Regions from separate parts of the Rattus norvegicus genome. Here region 1 is linked to region 2. Evidence: chromatin contacts called from public Hi-C data. All regions are on one chromosome and are shown on one strand. Each heading gives the region's core, a stretch centred on a gene start, on an enhancer-like site or on the middle of the called end of the contact. The rest is flanking DNA. Distances are from core to core; before and after follow the strand shown. Region 1 overlaps Tpi1l2 (triosephosphate isomerase 1 like 2). Region 2 holds the start of Rreb1 (ras responsive element binding protein 1).

Region 1 (7,195 bases), core at 3,182-5,681, 380 kb before region 2:
CCCCGTCCCAAGATCCTCCACACCCATCCACCTCCCTAGCCACTCTGTTTCTACGCATGCGCATTCAACTTCTTGCGCTTGTCACCACGGTAACCACGGCCTCCACCCTTTACTTTCCTAAATCCAAAACTGGCAAATAACCAACGCAAGGAAATGAGTGCCTTCCCAATGGGCCCCGAGTTTTTACGATGTACTGTTTGGATAATAAAGTCCTAACAGAATACCCGGAAGTCATGGGCTATACTCATTAAACATAGCTGCCAGTTAAGCTTTGGGAAGACCTTAGGATTCCCAGCAAAGGTTTTTTTGGAGGCGGGGCCAGACAAGAGATCTAGCTCCTCCCTGAGAGTAGCGTTTCATTTGGAGCCCACCAGCTCTAGACTTCGCTAAGAATGTTTATCTGAAAGTCCTGGGTAAAAAGGTCATGGTACGTTTGTGCCTTGGCCCTAGAAAGAAGGCTGGCCCATGTTTTCAACTCTCCGTAGAATGCACCCTCAGGACTTGCTTCGTGCAGCCCGCAGGGCTTCCTGCACGGTAACTGCCCGTACATTACCATTTTGCAAGGAAACAAGTCAAACTGAAACAGGATCCGCCCTGATGACCTTCTCTTCACTTAGAGCTGCAAAAACTGGTTTCAAGTAAAGTCCCATCCACGGGTCCTAGGAAGTGGGACTTCAGTGGATTGTCTTTTAGAGAACACAGGTGAACCTATGTCAATCCTCACTCAAAAGGTAAACGTTGGACATTTGCTCAGGACACCAGAAAAGGGGAAGACTCAGTCCCGGGACTAGTGGTCAATGAAGCTTTTAAGTGTCATTATGACCCCTACCCCACACATAAGAGTGAATACCCAGAGCCATGCACGAGACAGAATCATGACTGTTGTCCTGCTCCTAGTGCTGCTATGGAATTCAGTGGCGTGTGGTGGGCAAACCTGGGGTCCCAAGTGCACAGTTGTAATCAGCATCCTCAGGAGTTTGGTTAGCTTTAGCATCAGTTCCATGGACCACGATGTAAGACCTATCATAGTACCAAACAGAAACCCTTGGAAACGTCCCAATGTGTCAAGTAGTGCTCACATAGCAATCGTCCGTTCTGGGAAAGACGGAGGGTATTTGAGCATGAAAAACTCACATCCCTGACCACAAGTTAGAAAGTCCAGTGCCTGGTGGACCTTATTTGTCCCTGCTGGCAGCGGACCCCACACCTGGGAACACTGACCCCTTCTATTCGTTGGCTGACTCCAAAGGGTATTTATGTGGAGCCTAAAGTTCAAAGCAAAGACAAGCATAGCTGCAACTGGAGTCACATGGCTTGGTGAAGTCTTTCGGCCTGGAGATATCAGTAATGGAATCAGATGTATTTTAGGATAGAAGCCTGTCTTCCACGTCCTGTCCTCAAAGAGGCCCTTGGAAAGAGCAATCAGGGAGACCCCACACAGCAAGAAATGCAGTCCCTTCTCCCGAGTAAGCTTAAACTTCGGACTAGCAGGATGTCCTACTGTAATCAAGAGCGGATCTGGGCGTGGTGGCCCAATGCCTTTAATTCCAGTAATGGGGAGACAGAGGCAGGTGGATCTCTGTGAGTCTGAAGCCCAGAGTTCCAAGACAGCCAGGTCTACAATAATAATAATAATAATAATAATAATAATAATAATAATAATAATAATAAACCTTCCCTCAAAAAGCAAACAAACAAACTTGCAGATTTGGATTGGTTGATCCCTTGACACCTCAGAGTCAAAGCTAACAAATTCGACTCTATGTCCGTTGAGCTCTGTATTCCAAACAGACTGCGAGTTTTTCCATGTGTTCTTAAAATACCCTTTTCATCAAGACAGAGGATCCACAAAAGTATGTGGCTTTCCAGAATTAATAACGTTTGTCGTGCTTTAATCTGAGTGAGAATTGTGCTAGACACCACAGACACAAAAGAGCACAAGCCATCGGTGTCGGATTTGAGATGGGGGTAAGAGCCCATCCAACGGTTCTGTGCTGTCTTTCCCAAGTGACGTTATGCTATGGGAACCAGAAGAACCATAATTCCTTTGAGGTGCTTATTTACTGGTATTTTTCAGCCACCCTGCAAAGCCAAGGTTCTCCTTCTCTTGGGCTTCTCTTTGACCTGTTCTTCATTAACCAGGATGCCTGTGGAATGACAGAAGAGACTCCTGGGTCGTTCTGTCCCAACCGTCTATTCCAAAGCCACCAAATTACAACTGAATTATCAATCAGGCAATCTTCCTTTCTGCTTGTTGTCATTCTAGAATCTGACTTCAATTAAAGGGTCATTATCATAAAGAATTCCCTTAGCTGCACCCTATAGATCCTAGTGAAAGAACTGTAAAAGAAGCTCATCTGGAAAAAAGTGACACATCACAGGGAAGACGAAGGCCCTGGGCCGCCTCCTGGCTTTTGTTTGCAATTCTGATCAGAATAAGCAAGGAGTCTTTGTGAATGTGGATTTCCTAGTCCATTTCGAATGCTGTATCCTACAAGTCTCAGAGATGCTCACCATCAGGCAGAATGGGGGAAGGAGAGGCCAAGCTGCAGGGCCATGGATGAGCAGCACAGAGAGCCCATCTCCCCTTCCAGAACTACTGATCATTAAGCCAGGCGTGCTGGCACACATCTTTGATCCTGGCACTTGGGAAGCTGAGGCAGGTGGATCTCTATGAGTTCAAGGCCAGGCTGGTTTAAAAGCTCCAAACCAGCCAAGAATACACAGTGAAACTCAGTCTCTGGAAAGTTAATTCATTAATTAACTAACTAATTATAACTGCCTGCTGAGGCTGGTAGATAAAGCTAGGACACCAGGTTTGGGCCCAGCCCGTAAGTGGAATCCATCTTGAAGTCCCTTAGCTCCTGGTAGTCCTTATACAAAGTCTGTGTGAAGAAACTCTCCCGTAGGGCTCAGCAGCTTTTATGACCACATACAACAGTCAGTTTACCCATTCTCTTCAGGCTTCCTTTAGCTCTTCACATTTCTGTGGCTTAGTTACGTGTCACCCAAAAGGCTTCTGTATTGGAGACCTGGTCCCAGGCTCAAGGTAATGCTTAGAAGTGGTAAAATTCTTAAAGAGGTGGAATCTGATAGGCAGTTAAGTCATCAGGTGAGGATATTAGGTTTTGGGTGTTTGGTTGGTTGGTTGGTTTTGCTCTGTGTGTGTGTGTGTGTGTGTGTGTGTGTGTGTGTGTGTGTGTGTGTGTGTGTGTGTGTTTTCCTGGTCACTAGGAAATGAGCAGCTTAGTCAGCGGCATGCTCGAGTTAGTTCAGCAAAACCAAGTGACAGTGGACTGGAATCGTGGACCAACATAAACTTCTACATGTTATAAATCCATCAGCTCAGGTGTTTTGTTATAGCAATGTAAAACCGACACACAAATGGTGGTAAGTGTCATGTGCTTGTAAGAGGCTCTAAGGACGTAGCCTTGGATCTGAGCAGTCACGTCTGAGAAAGCAAAATTCATGTCTGAGGGCAAACCTGGAACCTAGCTTAGCTTAGAAGTTTGACTTCTAGCTTAGCAGCTCAGGGCACTGAACTAGGTTCATGGTAGAGGGTTCTGCACAGCACTGACCAGGGTACCCTGTAAGATGAGAAAGGGAAAGTGCTAGGCTGAGATCCACACAGAGAGGAGATGGGCTCAAGAAGGAAGCAGGAAGTGAGCTGGCAGCTTGAGGGAGAAGCCAAGTTACTCAGATATGTTTTGTAATTTAGGAAAGAAAAGACTTAAGGTCCAATCCAAAAGACGATTTTTAATTGAAAAAAGAAAAAGCCATTAGCGAGGGGAAAAAAATGTACAGAGAAAGAATCAAGAGGGTCATCGTTCCAGAGGAGATGGTCAAGGAGGGTAGAGATCCAGCCATGGGAAGATGTTTATTTTCTAAGAGAGGAGAAGGAGGCAGACTGGGAAATGTGGAGAATGTCGAGGGTGGGGGCAGGAAATGCGGGAAGCCCACAACAGATGGCCTCAATCTTATAAGTGAGAAACAAGACAGCAGTTAGCTCGGTGCGGATGGGCGACTGGAGTGGAGGAGTCCTTAATGGCCTTGGGGGTCTGGGCTGGATCGTAGGCTAGCCACAGCTGTGCTTCTCAAGCCTGCCTGTAGATGCAATGACGAACAGTGCGGCAGTGCGGATCCCCAAACTTCTCCCTCCAGATGTGTATTCTGCAGAACCGGGGTGGAGAGAAATCTATGTCATCAGGATGGGTTCCGAGAACACATGCTATCAGGCTCTTGAGAGACTCGTGAGTGTGAGAACTGTTGTGCTCAGGAAGACCCAGAAACGGCTGGAAAACATGACCCCTGGGGACTCGCTTTGAATCCTTTTCTTGGCCAAACTCCTCCACCAGGAAGCTGTAGGGAAGAACCAGAGGTGGGGGTTAGCTGTGTGCCTGTGGGAGGAGTCTATCCAGGAGGGAGGAGTCTATCCAGGTCTGCCCAGGAAGGTGTGGTATATCCGGGAGGGAGTGGTCTAGCTAAGGCAGCAGAGCCTAGCAAATAGGGCGTGGTCTGGCCAGGAGGGTGGAACTGAGCCAGAAAGCAGACAACACCCTTTCCCGAGGAGGCAAGGTCTGGAAAGGGACAGCACAGAGAGGGAGTCCAGTCATGGGTGGTGTCTAGCCAGGAAGATGGAAATGAATCAAAATGTTGGGTGCAATTGGAGGACAGTCTCCCCAGAGTGGTATGGTCGGAAGCCTGGGACATTGCAGCATTCAACATGCTTGACCTTGGAACACCCATGGCAGAGACCAAAGACAAGAGTTCTGCTAGGCTATGAGGAGAGTCAAGACAGAAGCCAAGGAAGATGAAGAAGCAGGGAAGAGGTAGAATCTTGGAGTTGGGGGATGGGATGTGCAGGTAGTCGCCATCAACCTAAGAAGGGCATACTCCCAGGAAAACACTTCTTAGACCAATTGCATCTTGATAAGGTAGAAATTTAGTTTAGGGGGGAAATTAGATTAATATGGCAATAAACACATTCTACTGATTTGTAAGAAATGGAGGAAAAACTCATCACCACCAACACCAACAAAACTCGCAAAGATCTTCTGAAGCTGTTTCCTAAGATTCGTGTCCTTTTACGATGAGGCCAATTTAAGAAAACACAGCTGACGAGGCTTGTGGCTTAGTAAATGACTACCTGGCTTGATTCAGCGAACCTTTGGTGCACCTCCTCCCCAGCACCTCCGCCTTGTGGCCTCAAGAGGGCGCTGCTCCACTTCCTAAACTCCCCAAAGGCAAGTGATGCATTCGGGAGGCCTCACCCTCAGAGTTCCTGCAGACATTTAAAGGGGAACACTCACAGAAAGAAACAAAAATACAGTTTAACTCCTTAACCCCTTACACGCGGTCCCCAAGAAACAACGGTATCACCAACCAGAAGCTTGCCCACCACTACCCCGATTGGCTCCTGCTTGAAATTGTCAACATCTTAACAAGGCTCTCCTGGGACCTCTCTATACAAATCCACCTTGGAGGAGCAATGGCCTTGCCAACAAGGTGCTATTTCTTGATTGCCTGACCTTTCCTTGCCCCCAACAACTTGGGCACTGCCCCTATAGCAACCACCCCCAGAAACATTCTCTCAGACCTTCCCACAGCTCAAACTCAACATTTAGTCTGTCCCTTCCAAGTGAAAGGTGCTCTTTTTTTAAGAAGGTAGGGTTTTTTCTTAAGAAATGTATCAGTTATTTTTGCTGTGACTTTAGTGACTTTTCTCACCGTGACTGTGACAAAGTATCTGACCTTACAGAGTCTCCTTAAAGGAGGAGAGGTTTGTTTTGGCTCTTCTTCAGAAGACAGTCCATTTCCACAAGGAAGGTGTGGCAGGAGCTCAAGGTAGCAGATAACCTTGGATGAGGTACAGAGGGGCAGGCCTAAGACAGAACTGAGCTGCAATTCTCCAGGCCCGTCCATCCCTCCTGCTCCATCCCCTACCCGGATCTTAATTTTCAAAGGTTCTTCAGCTTCCTCCAACAGCTGTGGGCCAAGTGTTCAAACATAGGACCCTGTGGGGGCGGGTATGGGGTGTGTGTGGCATTACGCGCTTAAACTATAACAAATCCCCAAAACTAAATGCTTCAAAATGAAAAGCGTTTCTCCATCTTCTGGCTTCTGTGAGTCACCAGTCTAGGTGTGGTTTAGCGGGAGACCTCTGACAGAGGCTGCAGTCTGCATAGGTTTGGGGCTGTAGTCACAGCAGGGCAGTGGGACTGTACCAGAGGGCAGCTCCTTGTGAATTCCAGCTCGCTCACCAGGAAGTCAGCCGACATCAGGACACCACTGCCTCACTTCCCCATCACTGAGCTATGGATCACTGTTAGCCATTGTCCCTCAGAGCAAGAACTCTGCAAGGGCTGGGGAAGTGACCCGGAAGCCAGGCAAGAGAAGCAGGACATGCAATCTTGGAAGTACCCTCCCATCGGCTCTGACATATGCTCTTGGTTAGGTCTGAGTCATTAGGTACAACCCAGGCTTAAGGGGAGAGGAGAACACAAAATCCTAAGTACCAGGAATTGGGGCTCACAGGATCCTCTTCGGGGAGTGATCTCACAGCTAGCCATGCCTCAACAGAGCAATTGCATCTGCACACAAGCATGTCACCTCCTCTTGTAATGGGATGTTGATTCTCCTTGAGCAGTGGCTTTGCAAGTGACTGCACTTTAGAATCTCCAGGGAACTGAAAAGAAAAATGTCCAGGTCTCACCCAAGACCCTGGGACCAGGCGGATGTGGGTCATTTTCTAGGTTGTTTTTTTTTTGTTTGTTTGTTTGTTTGTTTTTTTGCTTGTTTGTTTGTTTCTTTCTTTCTTTTAAAATTTCCTGCCTGATTCTTCTGCAGAGTTGGGGTGAGATGAAAACCAAAACAAAACAACAGACCCCAAATGGGGGGGAGGGGACAATCCCAAATGATGAATAACCGTTGGGCCTGTGGTGATAGTCGCTGATGGAGGACCTGGCAGCTTAGATTTCTGGGAGAGACCAGCTGTGAGAAGGAAAATAAACCAGGGAGAGAGAGGTGGAGGGGATGGGGGAGGAAAGGAGGGAGGAAGAGAGGAGAGAGTGATTGGGCCTTAAGGAGTTCTGGGACAACTGGGGGATAAGCAGATAGAGAGTGACAAGAGATGATGAAGTTGTTACAATGGCCACCAAAGCAAGGCCACCAGAGAGTTCCGGTGCCAGGTGACACG
Region 2 (7,365 bases), core at 3,891-6,390:
CCCTCTCCCCTCCTGTCTTTGCATTGTTTCTGTCCAGTTCCCGCAGGGACACAGGTGACCTTAACATGGCTGAAGTGATCTTCCTTCTTTAACATCACACTTCTTGGTTAAAGCTCTACATTTTCTTTCACCAGCTCTCCCCCATACTCAGTCAGTCTGTTTCTATCCATTCTACAGCTTATTTTTTTTCCTTCTTTCTTCTTTCTTGAGACAGGTACTCACTATATAGCCCTCCCTTGAACTCAACAACCCTCATGCTGTAACCTCTGAGGATCCCACGAATGCTCCAGCCACCATGCCCAGCTAGTGGCCTAATGTCTTGGATCAGTTTTCTCCCCTCTACCTCAGCAACCGTGCCTGACTGAGTTCTTACTCTCTCTGAGGTGAACTCTCCCACTAACTCTTAATGAGTCTTCCTGTCTCGTCTTGTCATCTTCCAGACCATTCTCCACAGTACCATGAGGGAAGCTGGCTGCCCTCCTCTCTATGCTCTTTCTTGGATGAAGTCCAAGTTTGCTTAGTGGTTTGCAGGGCCCCCTGGCTGCTGCTCCAGCCCCATCTTTCAGCCTCCTCCCCCCTCCCTCCCAAGCTGCTGTCACCAAGGGAGGTATTTGAAGTTCAGGAGGTTGACCTTGTGTTATGGCTCTGTCTGTGCCCTTGTGCTGGCTGCTCCCAGACTTCTCTGTCTGGTGTGCCCCGGCTCCTCCTCTCTGCCTGGGAGACACCTACATGTCTCTTGAGAGGCAGGAGATGATGCCACCTCATCCAGGCAGCCTTCCCCAGTGCCCACATCCCTTCCTTCATTATCCATTGGAAGGCAGAGCCCTATTTCCCACTCATTCATTCCCATTCTCAGTGCCACCTACTCCATTACCTTCTATCTCAAATAGGCTCCCACCTCCAGAGCTTCCCCACCCTCCTCGTTTTGTTTTTCTCTTATTCACCTCAGACACAAGCTTGGTGGTGATTTCTCCATCTCCACATCCCTCCTTTCTACAATCTCCTCACCACTATTAGAGGTTTTCCTGACAGGTCTTTTTTTTTTTTTCCTTTTCTCTAAGAGATTCCCTCTGCTCCCCACCTTGGGTACCCAAGGTTTTTCATGGATGTTACTGAAAAATTCTATGTGTGTAATCTCACTTATTTAACTAAGCCCCATCACCTTCAATTCCTGTTTTAATCCATCCATCCTAGAACCTTTACTATCAGGACAACAGGACAAGGCTCATTATGTGCTGCAATACTGCTTTTATCTCTGCTGCGTGCGTGCGTGCGTGCGTGCGTGCGTGTGTGTGTGTGTGTGTGTGTGTAATTTATTTCAACTGATTGCTCTTTTTGTGGGCTTTTGCTGTGTATGTGTCTATGTGTATGTTCTGCTATGCTGATACCCTCAGAAGCCAGAAGAGGGCATCAGTTCTCCTGGTGCCAGAGTTATAAACAGTTGTGAGCTACCTGATGTGGGTGCTGAAATCTGGTCTTCTGGAAGAGCAGCTAATGCTCTTAAACACTGAGCCATCTCTCCATCTCCCCAATTTTGTTTATTTGTCTGTCTGTTTTGAGATAGGGCCTATATAGATAGCGCTAGCTGTCTTTGAACTTGTAGTAATAATTTCACCTCTGCCTTTGAGCACGAGGATTAAAAGTGTGTACCATCACGACTGGCTAACTTCCACTTGTTTAGTGTGTGTGTGCGTGCGTGTGTGCGTGTGTGCGTGTGTGTGTGTGTGTGTGTGTGTGTGTGTCTTCACATATGTACAGGCATGAATGCATATGCTTCGGTGCAAAGACTTTGATGCACAGGTGGAGGCCAGAGGATAATTTTGTGGAGTGGTTCTCTCCCTCCACTGTGGAGGTTCTGATCCATCTCAACAACCTTCAAATTCTTATTTACCTTCTAAACTATTATGATTAATCCTGCAATACATATATTTTCATTTTTTAGTATATGATTTAGTAACATTGCTGGATCCTATGGTCACTATGTTTTTTTTAAAGATTTTATTTATTATATATAAGTACACTGTTGCTGTCTTCATACAACAGAAGAGGGCATCGGATCCCATTACAGGTGGTTGTGAGCCACCATGTGGTTGCTGGGATTTGAACTTTGGACCTCTGGAAGAGCAGTTCATGCTCTTAACCACTGAGCCATCTCTCCAGCCCCATCACTATGTTTTAATGAGCTGCCATGATAGTTTTCATAATGGCTGCACCATTTTCCGTTCTCCAACTTCCTCGCCAACATTTACTTATTGGACGACTTTTTGGTTAGTGCCATTTTAGTGGCTGTGAAATAGCATCTCATCGTGGGTGATAACCCTAGTCTTCCTTTTTTATTAGGTGTTTGGTAAATATTTGTTGTATAAAGAATATTAACATTTGAACAAACCTTTGAACAGGAGCTTTGACTTGCAAGTTTATTAATTAGCTGGGAATGAGCAATCATTAGACGCTAATTCTTTTTAATAGCTTATTGTGTTTTGCTTTGGTTTGAGATAGGTTCTTACAATATAGCCCAGGCTGGCCTGGAACTCATGGAGTATTGGGATTACAGGCATGAGCTACTAAGCCCCAATTAGAATAATAATAATAAAAATCTCAAGGTGACTTTCTTCTATTGCCAGAATTATCTATAGTATAAAAATGGTGGCGACTTACCATGAGAATCCATGGCACTTTGGACATCTGAAAGTATTTTACAGAATAAACTAAATGGCAAGTAAAACTCCAACTTTGATATTGTTGCTGTTCCTGGTCCAGCTTGATGTCCTAAACTTATAATCCCAGCACCTGGGCAGTGAAGACAGAAGGATGAGTCTAGCTAGCCTGGTCTACAAGAGCCAGTGTCAGACAAAATACCATGAAACAAACACCAAGAGACAAGTAAGCAGGTAGCATTTTCAGAGTGCCCATTCTGACCCTCCTGTTTGGACAGCTTATACATTGGAAGCCCAAGAGTAAGAATTTCTGGTATGGCCATGTAAACTATTGTTTTAAAACCAGCCCATCACCTCCTCAGCAGACAAGTCCTCAGGACAATGTTTGATAACATTTGAGAGACAGGATCGAGGTGGTAGGAGGCATAGAGGAGTGGAGCTAGCTGCTGGGTGTGGCGCACACACCTTTAATCCTTTTTTTTAACACCTGGGAGGCAGAAGCAGGTAGATTTCTGTGAGTTCTGGGCCAGCCTAGTCTACGTGAGTTCCAGGATAGCCAGAGCTACAGAGTGAGATCCTGTCTCAAAAAACAAAACCAAAAAGAAAAAGAAAAGAAAAAAGAAAGAAAGGCGGTAATGCTAAGGCTGGTGGCGTACTTGCTAGCAAATAACAAACAGGGAACAATGATTCTAGGGTCATACGCTCAAGGTCATCCTCAGCTAATGAGTTCAAGGCCAGCCTGGATACTTTGGGGGGGGGAGGAGAGGGGGGGGGAATGCCACTGCTAAAAATTTCACCAGATAGAGTTTTGCTCAGTAAACAGGAGACCCTGGGAAAAGTAACAGGTTCTGAAAACTTATTTTTGATGACTGGAAGTCAAACAGTTCCCTCCCAGCCTGTGGTTTAGCCTACTTATCTCAAGTCAGGGGTAATGGTCCAACTGCTTTTCTTTAGTTCTAGAAAATTCTCTCTTGGCTAGGCTTCATTTGTTCATTCAATCCCCAGATAGACACTTCTGTTGTCAGTCCCCAAACTAGAATACATTAGAAGGAAGGTTTCAAATTAAAGCCCATAATGAGCTTTACAACTGTAGGGTGTTCAGGCATTCCAAGAGGAGACCGTGGGGTGGAGCCAGGGCAAAGGTCATAGCAAATAGCGTGTAGCAAGCTTTCTGCATGTATAACATCAACTAAGTAGTCTCGAATGCGTAATTCTACAGTCCTATTTTCTGTGCTTTTATCTTCAGAATTGGTGTGTGTGTGTGTGTGTGTGTGTGTGTGTGTGTGTGTGTGTGTGTGTGTGTGTGTGTGTAGGTAACTATTCAAAAGATGTATCCAAAACTGAGAACAAGTCCCTTTTGGAACCTAAGTAGAAACCGGCTTACTGGTTGGAAACATGTCAGCTGCTTTATGGAGGAAGCACAGCTGAGGCCTGGTTTCCCTGGGCTCTGTGATAACTTGGGCCAAGGCACCGTGCTGGCTTCAGGAGCCCCGGGGATGGAGAGAAATTCGCAGGAGGACCCGCGCTTTTCACAGTTGAAACAGGAGCCCTCTGAGAGAAAGAGATATTGCATGTGGCTTCCCTGACGCCTTGAAGGGAGACGTGGATGACACAGCACCAGCCATTCCGTCGCGGGGTGGGGACAAGGTGGCGGTAGACGCCATCCTTAGGCCCCTCGCGGGCAGGCAGCCTCTGCTGAAGCATCATGTGTAGAGTGGGAGAGAAGGCAACGTGATAAAAGTCTAGGGCCCTTAGGTTTGTTAGAAGAGAAGCACACTCCTAAGTCGCTGCGCTGGTGGGAAGGACCAACTTGGGAAAGAAACTGCAAGAGGTTGGGGGCGGGGTGAAGCGCCTGCTCTTTAATCTCCGGCCCCATCCTCTACTCGCCCCACCTGGATGCAGGGCGAGGACCGCGTACAGAAGGAACTGTGCGGTTGAGACACCGCTTTCAGATTCAGGGGAGCGGCGCTTGATCTGGGGTCCACCGTCACCACACCACCCTCTCTCGGGCCTCCCAGGCGTCCCCCCAAGCTCCTCTCCGCATCTCTGCCTCTGTTAAAATAGTGAAACAAACCCTGTTGTAAAGTGATGGAAAGCCGCGGGCTGAGAGCCACTGGCCGTGAGGGGCTGGAGAGGAGGGGGCGCGGTGGCTGGAGATAGTGGCCACCAGTGAGCGCTGGGTGGGTTGGAATTGCGCTCAGCTGTAGCGGCCGAGACCCTTCCCCTCCGGCTGCCGGGCCCGCCCCTGGCCCCGGGCGCCTTAGGAGGGCGTGGGGCAAACTTGGGGCTGCTGTAGGGGGTGAGGTGAGGACTCCACCTCCACTCATCCCAGGATAGTGGCAACTGCGGTTGCCTAGTTAAAACTGGGGTGGGGGTGACGACAGAGACAGCCGGGTACCGCGGTCCTCTCGACTCCCCCAGCTCGTTCTGCCGCGGCTGCTGCGGCAGCTCTGTAACACGTCCCTAGGAGACTCGCAGGAGCAACACGTGATGTGTCTACTTATCAGGGTGAGAGGGGGAGAGCGAGTCTCCGAGCGTGCGGGTGAGGAAGCGGGGCGGGGGGCCGAGGCGGGGGCCGGGAAGACGGCTAGGGCAACGGGGTCGCCAGCTCCTCGCCCACCTCCCTCCCTATGGGAGAAGAGGAGGAGGGGAAGTGACTGCGGAGTTGATGAACTTTGCACATCCAGAAACGCCATTTTGATTCCTTTTCCGGAACAAGTTTGCATGTCTCCTCGTTCTCAGCCCGAAGCCCACCGGTCCCCACCGCATCATGCCTGGGAGCCCAGCACCCTGCCGGGCCGTAAGTACGCGTCCCGGGTCCCCGCTTGCGGTACTCTGGTGGCTGCGAGATGCCCGGAGCATTGCCGGAGCGACCTTTTAAAGAACTTTTTGGGGATGGGGAGGGTGAAGTGTGCAGAGCGCGGTGTACTTCTGAAACTCGGCGTTTGGCAGAAAGGACCCGCGCACCCCACGCCTGGCAGCATGCGCTCGGTTGGGGCTGTGGGGTAGGGGAGCCGGGATGAGCTGGGCAGCCCTCTCCCCTCCGGCTGCGCGCCCGGCCGCTCCTCCTCCTCCTCCTCCCCTTCCTCCGCTCCTTTCCCCTTCCCGAGCTGCCGGCTCTGCCAACCAGCTCCTAGCGCGAGCCGCCGCTGCGCCCCGCCAGCAGGACCTGATGCGCATCCATATTAGCCGTCCGAGCGCAGGAATCCGGCCCGACCCGCGCCGCCGAGTTTATTTTTAACCAGCCCTGCCGGGACTCGGATGGTACGCGCACCGCGGGCCAGAAACATCTTCCCAGCGCTGCTCTCCATCTTCCGCCCTCTCTCCCCCGACATCCTCCCCCCCATGTGGGAGGGGAAACTTTTCTCCTACATACTTTCTAGTCCCTCTCGGGTCGGGAAGCACGGAGATGACCGAGCCAGTCCGCCGCCGCAAGGTATCCGGGGGTGCCCACCCGGGGTGCAGGCACGGGGGCCGTGCGTTCGGGGCTGCTCGGTGGGAGCATCCGCCGCGCCCTGCTCTGCGGACTTTGATCCTCCCGGGCGGACGGCGCCGGCCGGGAGGGGCGGCAGGCAGCCCCGCGCCCTCTGCGGGCTCCCGGCTGGCGGCGGGGCTCTGAGCGACCACCGTCGCTGGGGAGGAGGGGAAGCGGCGACCCGGGCCGCGCCGACGCGTATTGTTGGTGACTCTGAGGCTGGCTGGGTACGAGCTTTGGGGGAGCCCCCGGCGTGGGGCGAGCCTGCATCGCGGAGGGGGGGCTCGCGCCCGGCGCCGTCACGAGCACAGGAAGGAGGCCGGGAGCATCCGAGGCGGGGCCGGCGCCCGCCCCACCGCCCAGCTGTGGAGCGCGCTCGGAAACTTTTGTCCGCCACCCGCTGGACCAATTTTTCTGGAGTTCTGGGGCTTCGCTTTTTCCTCACACCTCGGCCTGCACAGCCAAACGAGGAGGGTGGGGGAAGCCGGTGTCCCCCGGGGGAAGCACCGACGCCTACGAGAGGCACGGGCCCCCCATCAGGCCCAACTCCCCGCGCCCCCTCCCCGTTCGCGGTCTCTTAGGAAACTGCGACCTTAATGGTTGCTAAGGAGCAGGGGAGGTCCTTCCCGTCGCCGGCCCCCTCCCCGGGAGGCGGTGTGTTTTCTGTACAGGGCCAGGGTCGCATCGAGGATGTGACTCGCTCTCTGGCCCCGGGTGAGTGCGGGGCGCGGCGACGGTACCCGCGGGCAGCCGGCCGAGGTCTAGGGGACTGGGGACCCCACTGGGCTCCGGCTCCACCGCTTGACAGGCGCCGCGTGTTGCTAGCTGCCCTCGTCCGCGGTGCATCCGTGATGGGTTATAAAAGAGGAGGAAAGTTATTTTTCCTTGCTCAGCAGATTTGCCCTCCCTCGCTCCTTACTGGTTAAGAGATAGAACGTGAGCCCAGATCCGGACGAGCAGTTCACATTCCATTACGAAATTCTACACGGCTTCAGAGCCAGCAGCAGCACACATTCGGGGCATTTCGGAGATGATTTTCTTCTTTGGGGGATGCTGGTAGTGGTGGTGGTAGACACCGATACGGGGGTGTATAAAAAGCAACTTTTGTCGGGGTGTCGAAAACCTTACCCTCGGGTTTCCATCATTAGACTACGCAACACTCGGTCTTGTTTTAGAGTTTAGAGCTAAGCATATCCTTGTTAAAGCCTATGGGAAAAAAGTTTGTTGAATAAA

What was found. A called contact is a pair of places that touch in the nucleus more often than the background predicts.
Region 1: a contact with region 2 is called in a Hi-C map of kidney, with 2.7 times the contacts expected there. The contact joins the enhancer-like site here to the promoter of Rreb1 in region 2. A contact is called at or near these places in 5 of 12 Hi-C or Micro-C datasets (hepatocytes, kidney, mammary epithelial cells and 1 more).

The regions. Positions count from the first base shown.
Region 1 is chr17:27,580,452-27,587,646 of GRCr8, reverse strand. The region is part of intron 1 of Tpi1l2 (triosephosphate isomerase 1 like 2); the gene reads left to right. Among named protein-coding and RNA genes, the nearest start is that of Ly86, 110 kb to the left of the region's middle. Within about 2 kb of position 4,431, at least 29 of the 93 cell types and tissues checked have an H3K27ac peak or open chromatin away from gene starts, as enhancers often do.
Region 2 is chr17:27,205,836-27,213,200 of GRCr8, reverse strand. Rreb1 (ras responsive element binding protein 1) reads left to right here and starts at 5,140. Exons shown (of 12, transcript NM_001107348.2): 1 at 5,140-5,457.